2 separate regions of the Rattus norvegicus genome follow, and region 2 is linked to region 1. The links are chromatin contacts, called in public Hi-C maps. All regions are on one chromosome and are shown on one strand. The core of a region is the stretch at or near the end of the contact, and the rest is flanking DNA. Distances in the headings are between cores, read along the strand shown.

What was found. Hi-C and Micro-C count contacts between places; a contact is called where the count stands out from the background.
Region 2: a Hi-C map of Schwann cells shows a contact between it and region 1, with 3 times the contacts expected there. The contact joins the promoter of Maml3 here to the enhancer-like site in region 1. A contact is called at or near these places in 2 of 12 Hi-C or Micro-C datasets (the A7r5 cell line and Schwann cells).

What each region holds. Positions count from the first base shown.
Region 1 is chr2:137,701,412-137,707,185 of GRCr8, reverse strand. No RefSeq gene overlaps it. Among named protein-coding and RNA genes, the nearest start is that of Rab33b, 25 kb to the right of the region's middle. Within about 2 kb of position 2,550, at least 16 of the 93 cell types and tissues checked have an H3K27ac peak or open chromatin away from gene starts, as enhancers often do. A contact at or near this core is called in the A7r5 cell line and Schwann cells, where this site is marked.
Region 2 is chr2:138,285,780-138,291,553 of GRCr8, reverse strand. It overlaps Maml3 (mastermind-like transcriptional coactivator 3), which reads left to right and starts at 2,939. Exons shown (of 5, transcript NM_001107675.3): 1 at 2,939-4,257. The coding sequence starts at 3,793.

The DNA.
Region 1 (5,774 bases), core at 1,301-3,800:
TGGGGCTGGCTGCAGAGGAGGACGTGGGCTGGGGTGCCCAGTGTCCAGCTGGGAACTGTGTTCCGAAAGGTCTGGAAGCCGTTTCCTAGAAAGCCACCCAATGGAGTGAAGCTATGTTTGTTTGTCTTCAGAAAGCAATTTCGTTCAACTGAGTTTATTACAGTTTTTAGAAACAGTCTTTTTTGTTGATTGGGAAAGTATTTTTTTTCTTTTTTCTTTTTTTCTTCTTCTTTTTTCTTTTTTTTTCGGAGCTGGGGACCGAACCCAGGGCCTTGCGCTCGCTAGGCAAGCGCTCTACCGCTGAGCTAAATCCCCAATCCAGGAAAGTATTTTAAATTACATTTGTTTACCGGGAGTTGGGATGGGGTGGGCACATTTGTGCCTTGGTGTTTCTGTCTTTCTCTATAGGTCAGAAGATTTTTTTTAAAAAAGGATTTATTTATTTTATGTATGGAAATACACTGTCACTGTCTTCAGACACACCAGAAGAGGGCATCGGATCTCATTGCAGATGGTTGTGAGCCACCATGTGGCTGCTGGGATTTGAACTCAGGACCTCAGGAAGAGCAGTCAGTGCTCTTAACCGCTGAGCCATCTCTCCAGCCCCAGAAGATGACTTTAGGGCAGTAGCTCTCTCCTTCAGTCAGTTGCTCCAGGGATCTAACACAGGTTGTCAACAAGCACAGTTGAACCACTAAGCCATCTTGTTTTGAGTCGGGGTCTGGCTATGTAACACAGAGTGGCCTCAAACTGTGGGCATTCCTCCTGCCCCCCAGGCTCTGGAGTTACAAGCATATGCTACTCCATCTGGCTCAGAAACACTCCTGAAACCATGTTATCCCAAGATCTTCCTCCCATGTGCTAACACTATTGCTCCAGCTGTGGTATGAAGACTCGGGTGAAGAGGGAGGCCCGGTGGAAATAGGGAATGAAATGTTTTATTGGTTCTTCATGAATTTCACATCATGCACCCCAATCCCAATCATCTCCCCTTCTCCTCATACCCTTGCAACCAAGCCCCCTCCAACAGAGAAGCTGTAGGGTGTCGTAGTGTGCTCCACGTATACCCCTTTGCCCACACTTATTTGCTTGCAAATGCTCATTGCAGTAAGTCCTTGGTCTGGTACGAGGCCTCTGCTTCTGCTTCACTGTCCATACTGGACCCTCTCTGGGACTCCTCTTGGCTAGCCTGTTGTTACCCTGTTCTGTAGTTTTCTATCTGTAGGACCGGCCCTTTCATGCACTTCAGCAGTTCACTGATGGCGTAGATGTTGGGGTGGTCCAATTTAAAGCCCTAGATCTGGACCTGAGAAGTGTCTGAGCTGCTCAGCCCACCAGCTCTCCCACAACCACACCGTAAGGGCGAGCTCTCCTGCCCCATCCAGGCTGGCTCATCCAATGGCACCGCCAGCAAGGGGCAGAGTCAGCTCTCCCACTCATGCTCTCCCATGACCTCCGAACTGACTCATGCATACCCACGCCGTCAGGCCCAGCTCCATTGTGCTGCCCAGGCACATTGCAGAGCCCGGTCTCCTTGGGATGTACTTACAATAGCAATTGCTGGACTTTAGGGCTGGGCTTTTAAAATGCATATTTGGGGCTGGAGAGATGGCTTCATGGAGAAGAGCACTTGCTGGTCAAACATGAAGATTTGAGTTCAGATCCCTAAGGACCCACATTAAAAAAAAAAAAAACTAGCTGTGGCCCCCACCTCAATGCTGGTCTCAGTGCTGGGGCAGGGGAGGCAGGCAGTGACAGGGAGGAGACAAGATGGCCACTTTGGGCTTGCTAGCCACCAGCCCAGCTCCAGGTTCAGTGAGAAACCCTGTCCCAGAAGTAAGGGCAGAGAGTGGCAATGACCAATACCCTTTTCTGACCTCAGGAAGATTAGAATATAACACACACACACACACACACACACACACACACACACACACACACACAAACATAAGATTTGTTATTTACGTACAATGATAGAAGACCAGAATGCAAGTGTCAGTGAAGAAATACTTTGTCAACGACAGTTTTCCCGTCCTATGTAGCCACACAGGGAAGCACAAGATGAGGAAGACAGGAATCTAGAGACGCTTAAGGCAAGAGCTTTGCCTGTGTCTCCCTCAGGAAGGATGCTGAGTCAGGGGAAGCACAGTAGGACTGGATAGGTTCTGGGGTGCAGGACCTTCCTGAGTTCAGACCTTGGGGTGAACGTGTCAGGAGGTATCCAAGGTTTATGGAGATCACTGGAGTCGTAGCCCCTGGCTGTGCTGGGCTGCGTGTGAAAGACACCAGTCTAGGGTCTGCCCTGGGCCAGCCAAGGGCCTACATCAAAGCAGAGCTGCAGGACTAGGGGTGTGGCTCGGTAACAGAGCTCTGGGCTTGGGTCTCCAGAAATGAAAAGAAGATGCTGGACAGTGAGTAAAGGGGGAGCCTTGTGCTTGGAGTGTGAGCGACTGAAGTGAGGAGAAAATGAAAGTTACCTCCCATCCTCAGGTCACTCAGGGGTGGGAGGGGAAATGGTTCCCGGACAATCCTTGACTTTCTTTAGGGCTCAGCTCCCTCTTGTGGTGAGGATTTATTCTCATATCATTAACCTAGATAAAGAAACACAAAGGCCAGGCACCTTTCACTTGGGAAGGGAAGCAGAGGCTGGAAAATCAGGAATTCAAGTCATCCTGGGCTACATCAAGGCTAGCCTGAGCCATGTAAGAACTTCTTGGAAACAAAAAACAAAAACAAACAAACAAACAAAAAACCTGACAACAAAACAAACAAAAAAGAAGAGTAAAAAGGAGAAAAGTCTACCAGGGTTGGGGTATGGTTGAGTGGTAGGACAAGTGCACAATATGTGGGAGACTCTGGCACCACACACACGCACACACACACACACACACACACACACACAAACACAGACACACACACAGACATACACACACAGAGAGAGAGACACACAGAGACAGACACAGACACACACACAGACATATACACACAAACACACACAGACACACACACAGACACAGAAACAGACACACACACACACACACACACACACACACAGAGGCACACACAGAGGCACACACAGAGACAAACAACACACAAAGGACAAAAACAACCTTACCCAATCGTAATCACCAGATTGAATTTTGAATAGCTTTTTTAATTGTTTTAAAAGCCCACATTTAAGAGGGCTAATAGTACTTTTGGCGCCTACAGTAAACCGTATCAAACAAAGCTGGTTTATATTTAAAGACAAAAGCTCTTTTGTTCTGGTTTGGTTTGGGGTTTGGGTTTTGATTTCAAGACAGGGTTTCTCTGTGTCCTGGAACTTACTCTGTAGACCAGGCTAGCCTCGGAACCCAGAGATCCACCCATCTCTAGCTCCCCGGTGCTGGGATTAAAGGAGTGCACCACCACTACCTTGCACAGAGATACTTTTCAAAGTGCTCAGGTAGAATGCAGTTATCTGACAGATGTGGGTTATGCGCCCATTAGTCCTAAAGGTTCAAACCCTAGCGCTTAGGAGACGGGAGGCAGAGGATCTGTATATGAGTTCAAGGCTGGCATAGTTTGCATAGCAAATTCCAGGGGCAACCAGAGCAACCTAGTGAGACCACATCTTCTTAAAAAAAAACCTTGAAATGAAAATTAATTTAGGGATGGCCAGATGGCTCAGTGGTAAAGGCACCTACTACTCCCGTGGAGCCTGAGCCAGCATGGTGGAAGGCGAGAAGAGACTCCTGGGATTGTCCTTTCACCTCCACATATGTACAAACATGCATGCACAAAAATAAATTAAAATGCGATTTAAAATTTTAATCTCTCTCTCTCTCTCTCTCTCTCTCTCTCTCTCTGTGTGTGTGTGTGTGTGTGTGTGTGTGTGTGTGTGTGTGTGTGTGTGTGTGTGTTAACATGAATGTGGAGGTCAGAGAGCAGCTTGTAGAAGTCAGTTCCTTCCAATGCATGGATCCCAGGGATGAAGACTAAGATGGCCACAGCCCCAGCATCTGTGCTTTCACTGGCTGAACCATCCTGCCAACCCATAAAAAGTAATGTGAATCCCAGCTTGTCATTTGGGTGGGTTATGTATATACTAAAGGAAGTAGCCTGCCCCCTAGCAACTAAACTGATCCCTAAAAGAGCAGTCAGATATTTATCATCTCGTGTATATATTTATATCATAAATGTAAAATTATATATTACAATTATAATCCTCCACCGAGTGCATGTGTGAACGCGTGCTTGTGTATGTACATGTGTGTGCACAAGAACACCTCTTAGGTAGGTGGTGTGGCGTACAGCCGGAAACCTGACAGGAGTCAACCACGATTGCAAGTATCGTGCACTTGGCCTTGATGCAGTCACTGTGGAGTCACTCGGAGTCTCAGATTCAGGGAGAAAGGAAATCTAGCAAAGGGGAGAGGAGTGGGGAGCACCAGAAGGGCACAGTTGGTTTTCCACAGTTCTCCATGTGGGTTTTAAGGAGCACACACCACCTATGAGCCTTATTAACCTCTGGCAACATTCCTGAGTTCACCCTCCAACCTCAGTGGCATCAAAGCTTTACACGGGAGATTTTCAAATGTTGGGTCTCTTGAACTCTATGCTCAGCCCCATTAACTGCATGGAGTTGCCTGGACAGGACCCAAAATCCCTGGCGCTTTGCCTTGCATTTGAGTCCAACAGTTGATGCACGTGGTAGTGTTTCTGGGCAATAGCAAAAAGGTTAAAAGTGAGCAGAAAGGATGACGGTGGCTGTCTTCAAAGTGCTCTCTGGGGGCCATGTCAGGATCCAAGCAGTGCTACCTAACGTCACCAGAGAACAAGCCAGCAGTTTCAATGTTTGGAACTCTGCAAGCTAATACGGGGGAGGGGGGATGTGTACCGGGAAGCTGAGAGGCAAGCTCTGGAGAAATTCATTATATCATCATGCCTGCTTTTATGTTTTTAAATCTGGAATAAAAAAACAATCAAATAATTTTAAGACTCCCAGAGGTTATTAACTGTAAACGTATGGGGCTCAAGAATCATTGAGGCAGACAAACACTATCTGTCCTAATTGCAGCTGAGCCATTGCCCTTCTTTAGTTTCTGGGGCCTCCTGGCATCTAATCCCTATTGTGAAATGGATGGCTCAGGTATTGCTAAATGTTATACTGCTCCTAGAACCCTCCTCCAGTCTGATTTCCTGCTCCTTAAGCTGCTCCCTGGCTGTCATTCTGACTTTGGGGGAAAAGTGTTGGACGTATTAGCACAGCCCGTCTGTGTCTGTGGTAGTCACATTTCTTCTCACTGACTGTGACTGCTCTGGGACTCTTGCTCTGAACGTTCACAGATCTGTCCTCAGAGGTGGGACCATTTGTAGCAGGGTGGCAAAGCAACCAGGTTTTGTGCCTCTGAAGATCTAGGAAAAGACCAAGCCAAGGAAGGTTTTTCCAAGGTGAACATCCCTATTCGCATCCCCACCCCGAGCCCCTGTTCCTGTCATCGTGCTCTGGTCTTCTGTCGTTCAGACCTGACAAGTGTGTTCCTAACTCCAGACCATAACATCTGCTAACCTCACAAATGCTGTCCCTACACAGCTTCTCTCTCCACATCCGGCACTCAGCACCATGTCTATGTGACAGATGCCTTCCGGGCCATACATATCGCACACTGCCCGCTCCAACATCCCGTGTTTGTTTCAGTCATCCTCCATGGTGCATCTTCTGCTGAGCACCACTGAGGTACAGCATTTGCTTAACCCTTTTTATGGTGCCTGAAGTAATGGAGAGTCTCATT
Region 2 (5,774 bases), core at 1,690-4,189, 580 kb before region 1:
GCAATTATTGTTATTTTTGTTTTCTCAGCATAGGAAATTCTCCATGGGGGGAAAAATTAAAGTCTGAGTTTCAAGAAAAAAAATAGAATGAATAGTAATGTCTCGAAACCAGAGACCCTGTAGTTCAGACCCTCTGACTTCTTGCCTGGGTAAACCATGTTGCAGTCTTGACTTGGCTGTGTAGTAAGTAGGGGTGAGGGTTGGAGCATGCTCAGAGGCACAGCATCCCCTCTGAGGTGAAGCCATGGGTGTGACCTCTTTGTGAGCACATCAGAAAGGATACCTGCTCATCTCTTTCCCTTGCAATTTCATTTCCTATATTTTCTTAGAGTGCAAGTGGATTCTTTCGTATACAGCTTACTTGGCTTAATTTTCTTTTTAACAGGGATGTATTTCTCGTTATTTTGCCTGCATGTATGTGCTCTGTGTGTGTGTGTGTTGAGACTGAAGAAGCCAGAGGAGGGTTGCCAGATCCTCCAGAACTGGGATGCTAGGCTGTTGTAAACTACCATGGTTCTGGAAACCAAACCTTGGTACTCTGCTAGTGTTCTTAACTTCTGAGCCAGCTCTTCAGCCCCTCAGATTAGTTTTCTGGCTGGCCTTGAGGAGCATTAATGACTCAGGAGCTTGCCTGTTAATTAGATAGGCTTCAGAAAAGGAAGATGACTTTAAGGAGAGATTCTCTCACACTAGGTTTTTACCTCTTAGAGCCTTTCACCAAGGTAAATAATTTGCTCCCCCTTTTCAAAACCAAATGATTCAGTGGGTGTTAAAGATACAGTTCACCATACAGACCTGATTGAGAACTATAGCTACAGATATTTGATACTATGAGGTTAGAAACAGCATCGCTGCTAATCAGTGAAACCAAGAAATGAAGAGTCTTTAAATCAGACCTCATGCCTAGTTCATAAGTGTGTAACAGTTTCCTCAGAGTGCTCTTTAAGCAGGAAGGTAAGTTAATCAAAATAGCTTCAGGAAGTCCCAGAAACTGACCAGATTCACTATGCCACTCCTTGCCAGGGTTAACAATAAAAGCTAAGAGTCCCTCTCAGACTTGGGAGAGAAACTGTGGGAAAAAAAAAAAAAAAAAGACTCAGACAAGCCAAGCTACAAAGAAGACTGGGATCAAATCGGCTGCCCAGAAGCTGCAGAAACCAGCCAAGCTGCATAGAAGAGGGTTAAAACAACCGAGGCACTGGGAAAGGACACTGTCCAACCTGTTGAGCTGCTGCAGGCTGTGCAGTGTGCTCCGGGCTCCCAGAGCTTATGAGCTGTCAGCCACCCTGGGTTTGGCTGTGGTGATGCAGCTGTCTTTGAGTCATTTCTGCTCCTGAAGGAACCCCTCACCCATATTCCTGTAAGTAGCACCAATAAAACTCATTGGTTCACCAAGTTGGACTTCGGTGGTATCTGTACTCTGGTTTATGGGCTCTCTGTCTGGGATGAGTAGGCGTGTGCATTGGACCTCCCCAGGAAAAGTTTTGTCATACAAAAAAAAAAAAAACAAGGCCCAAAGTTCTTTTATTCCCTGTGTTTTTAGCCCTTTCTTGTCAGATAGATACTTGATGTCCGGGCAGCTAACGCATGATAATAAAACAAGAGATTACTTTTCTGTATTAACTCCATTTCAATTGTACCATGTTGTGAATCCATTGAAATAGAAATGTATCTAGCAGTAAGGTAAGCCTGCTTTTTTTTTTTTTTTTTTTTTTTTTTTTTGGCTTGTTTTGTTTTGGTCACAACAAACTGTGAAATGCTGGTTTGTTTTTTTTTTTTTTCTCTATAGTTCTAACACATGAAATCTGCAATCTTTCCACTTGATTTAGGAAGGACCCTTAATTACTGCCGTAGTCATTAGCACCTAGTGTTCAAAACAGTCTGTTAAAAATGTACTGTTAGTCTCACCTCCAAGTCCCTGCTTGCTTGGTTTTAATTTTTTCAGGGATAAATAAAACAATAATCCCCCTAATAACAACAGTCGTTATGTACAGAGAAATAAATAATATCCCAAGGTCTTGTTTTGACTGCTTATTTCTGTTCATTGAGAAATGGGTACTTGAGCCAGATGAGATTTCCAGGAGGTAAAGTTGAGATCTGAGATCTTGACAACCTTGATTCAAACCCTAGTACCCACCTTGGAGGACTCCACAAAACTGTCATCTGACTTCTAGGCGCGAGTGCACTGTGGCACTGGGCACTTTTTCTTCCCAATAAATAAATAAACGTAAGAAAAAAATTAAGTATTTGGGTTAGGAGGGTCCTAGAATTTTGAGTAAGAGTTCACTAGCAGGGTCTTCTTCTCTGGGTCTTGAAAACAAGCCACTCATTTGACCTTTTCGTTTCACATGGGTGGGAATGATAACTGTTGGGAAGCTGCAATGTTTCTGCCTGGTCATGCACAGTTCTGCAATATAATGCATAAATGTATAACAACAACTTGGGCTCGCTGGATACCTCGCTGGGCAGGAGGAAACGCAGCCAGCCTGGCGCGTCCCCGCGCACTCGCGCGCGCACATACACACACACACACACACACACACACACACACACACACACGCGCGCCGCGCGCTCACTCACACACACACACACACACATACACGCGTGCCGCGCGCGCGCGCGCGCACACACACACACACACACACACACACACACACACACGGGTCAAAAGGTGATCCACTCCTAAGATCCCCCCCAATCTTTGCTTTCCCCTGTCCTCCTGGCAAGTCGTGCTTCCCATCCCGGGGAGCAGCTGGGTTGGGGAAGGGGAGGGCGCGGGAGGGGGACGGCAAGGGAGGCGGGAGTCAGGTCGGTGCGCGCCGCGCCCGCTCCCGCCGGGGAGAGTCCGGGCCAGGTTTTGCACTGGGTCCCCGGGCTCGTCTCACGGCCTCCAGCCGCCGCCGCTGCCGTGTTTACTGAGCTCGCGCGTCCTGATATCACTCCGCTGGCATGGAGGAGGAGGAGGAGGTGGAGGAGCGCGAGGAGGAGGAGGAGGCGGCGGCGGCGAGCAGTTGATCATTGTGATGGTGGCGGAGGCGGCGGCGGCAGCGGCAGCCTGGCCGAGCGTTAGTGGCTGCTCTCCGCGCGGCGGCGTTTCGCAAAGGACTCCAGCGATCTACTTTTGCAGTCGCCTCGGACTGTCCATGTGTTTACTTGCCCAGCCCGAGGACTCGATGTCTAGGCTCCTGTGAAATGCAACTGAGCAGCCAAAGTACTTTGAGAACACGGGGCGGCATAAACACCAAAACTTTTTTGTGGAAGGAAAATGCAATAAGCAAGCTCGCCGTTTTCCGATGCGGCGTGGAGTGAGTGTGTGTCGCGCGTGTCCGCACTGGAGGCACACGCTCGTGTGTGTACATGGGGTGTGTTTTTCGGTACGTAGGGAGAAAATGCTTGCCAACCACCGGAAACCTCCTGGAATTTATTAGAAAATAATGGATTATTAAAAGGAGCCAGGCGAGGAGCGGATCTCCCCTTGAGTTGCAAGCCGATCTGCTGCCGGCTCAGTTTGTTGGGATTCTATTGATAGGTGTCTGATGGTATTCTGATAAGACCCCCCTTTTCTCCCCTCGATCTTTACAGTCTTTTTTTAAGGAAACAAAAAAAAAACCACCCCAAAAATCTCTCCCCTCTTTTTTTTCCACCCCGTGGGGATCGCTGTTTTCATCCATGTGCTTGCGTCTCCCCCGCGTTCCACTTAAACTATTTTAATCCTTGGACCCAAGGAGGAGGCTGATAGGGGGTGGATTAAAAAAAAAAAGTTCTTCCAAAATAGTGTGCCCCGGGAGCAGGATGGGGGATTTCGCAGCCCCCGCTGCTGCCGCGAATGGTGGTAGTATCTGTATCAACAGCAGCCTGAGCAGCAGCCTCGGCGGGGCCGGGATCGGCGTGAATACTCCCAATAGCACTCCGGTGGCTCCGAGTAGCAATCACCCCGCTGCCGGCGGCTGCGGCGGCTCCGGGGGCCCCGGCGGCAGCTCGGCGGCCGTCCCCAAGCACAGCACGGTAGTCGAGCGGCTCCGCCAGCGCATCGAGGGCTGCCGCCGGCACCACGTCAACTGCGAGAACAGGTATCAGCAGGCTCAGGTGGAGCAGCTGGAGCTGGAGCGCCGGGACACGGTGAGCCTCTATCAGAGGACCCTGGAGCAGAGAGCCAAGAAATCGGGCGCCGGCACCGGCAAGCAGCAGCACCCGAGTAAAGCCCAGCAAGATGCGGAGGCTGCCTCAGCCGAGCAGAGGAACCATACGCTAATCATGGTGAGGACTCGCTGGGGTGCGCGATGGGGTCGGGGGCGTGGAGTTTCTGGCTTGGGGGCTGTGAGGGTCTGATTTGCACCGGGGGTGAGGTTGGATGGAGTGGAAGGGTTAACGTCAACTTTTCTTAGGGTAAACGCTGTCGCCGCCGCCGCTACCTGTTAATCTGTCAGGGTTGTCAGATTTGGGGAGGAAGGGATGAGAGGGAGAGAAGCCAGTCACGACTCCAAGGGGAGGAGGGAGCTTTAGTGCCAGAGTGAGGTGCAGCAAAAGTTTCCCCCTCCTTGTCTTAGAAATCGATTCGAACGAGAGTGAACCCAGGAGTAGAAACCACGCTGCTCCTCCTCTCCGCGCCCCGCCTTCACCTTTCGCCGTACCACCGTGCCTCCCCAGATAGGTCCCCTTTCGCCCACCCCTCTCCACACATCCGCCCGGTGCAGGGAGAAATTGATGCTGTCGCACATTCTGAGTGGGCGCCAGGCCCTGAACCCTTAGGAGGGGAAGGAAGAGTCCCTGACTTCCTCTCCTTTGGGCTTGGGAAAAGTCTGAGAGTTTTGTGAATGAACTTTGAAGTGGGTGAGATGCGAGTGAGGGTGGCTGCGCGCGCGTACTCGTGGGGGCGCGCGCGGATGCGGGGCGCGGGAGCGCTGCGCTCGTCGCTCTAGACCGGCGGCTGTGGCAGGGGCAGCAGCGAGGGGTCGAGAGGGACGCGGCTCGTGGGGAGCGGGGGGTTGCCAGAGCTGTGCTCCGACCCTGTCTCTAGGTTTATGGTTGCCCCCTATCCTCTTCTTCAACTTGCCCCCACCTCGCACTCCACCAACTTTCCTGCGACGGGTAACGAGCCCGGAGGAGTGGAGGAAAGCAGGGAGGAGAAAGGCTTAAATGGCCGGGTGGGTGGGTTCGCGGGAGGATGCGCAGCCAATGGCTTAAGTGCTAGGGGAGGAAGGGGCCGATCCCACCCCTAACCCCGAGGGTGGAATCCTTTCTCTTATCTCCTCTCTAGGGTTCTCTAGCTTTCTTCCCTAGGAGAGGAGGAGGGGGAGGCCGGAAGCTTGGGAAAGGTGTCTGTACTCCCTCCCCCAGCGTGTCGCTAGGTTCAGGGCCCCGGTAATAGCCTTCTCCACGGAGCGCGCCCGCTCTTTCCACCGTGCCTTCACCGGCTGCGCCGAGCCCGGTGCCGGCCGCCCTTTCCGAGTGCTTTCTGTTGCGACGCGCACGTTCCGGATCTCGGAGCGCCAGGGGTGGTGCCAGTGTCGCCGGGCGCTCGGGAGGGCGGGCGGTGACAAAGAGCCGGTGTGGGGGAGGGGAGGCCTCAGAGCTGGATCGCTCCCACCCCCCACCCCGCACGTGAAGAGGAACAATTTGTTTATCTTGGGCTTCAAGAATCCTTCCCTCCTCTCTGCTCTCCTTGGCCCCTCCTCCCTGCCCTCCCTCTTCAGTGCGCTCCAGCCTAGTCCCGCCGGCAGCGCCCTCCTCCTCCCCTCTCTCCCTCTCGTGCTTCCCTCTCCACCCCCAACACC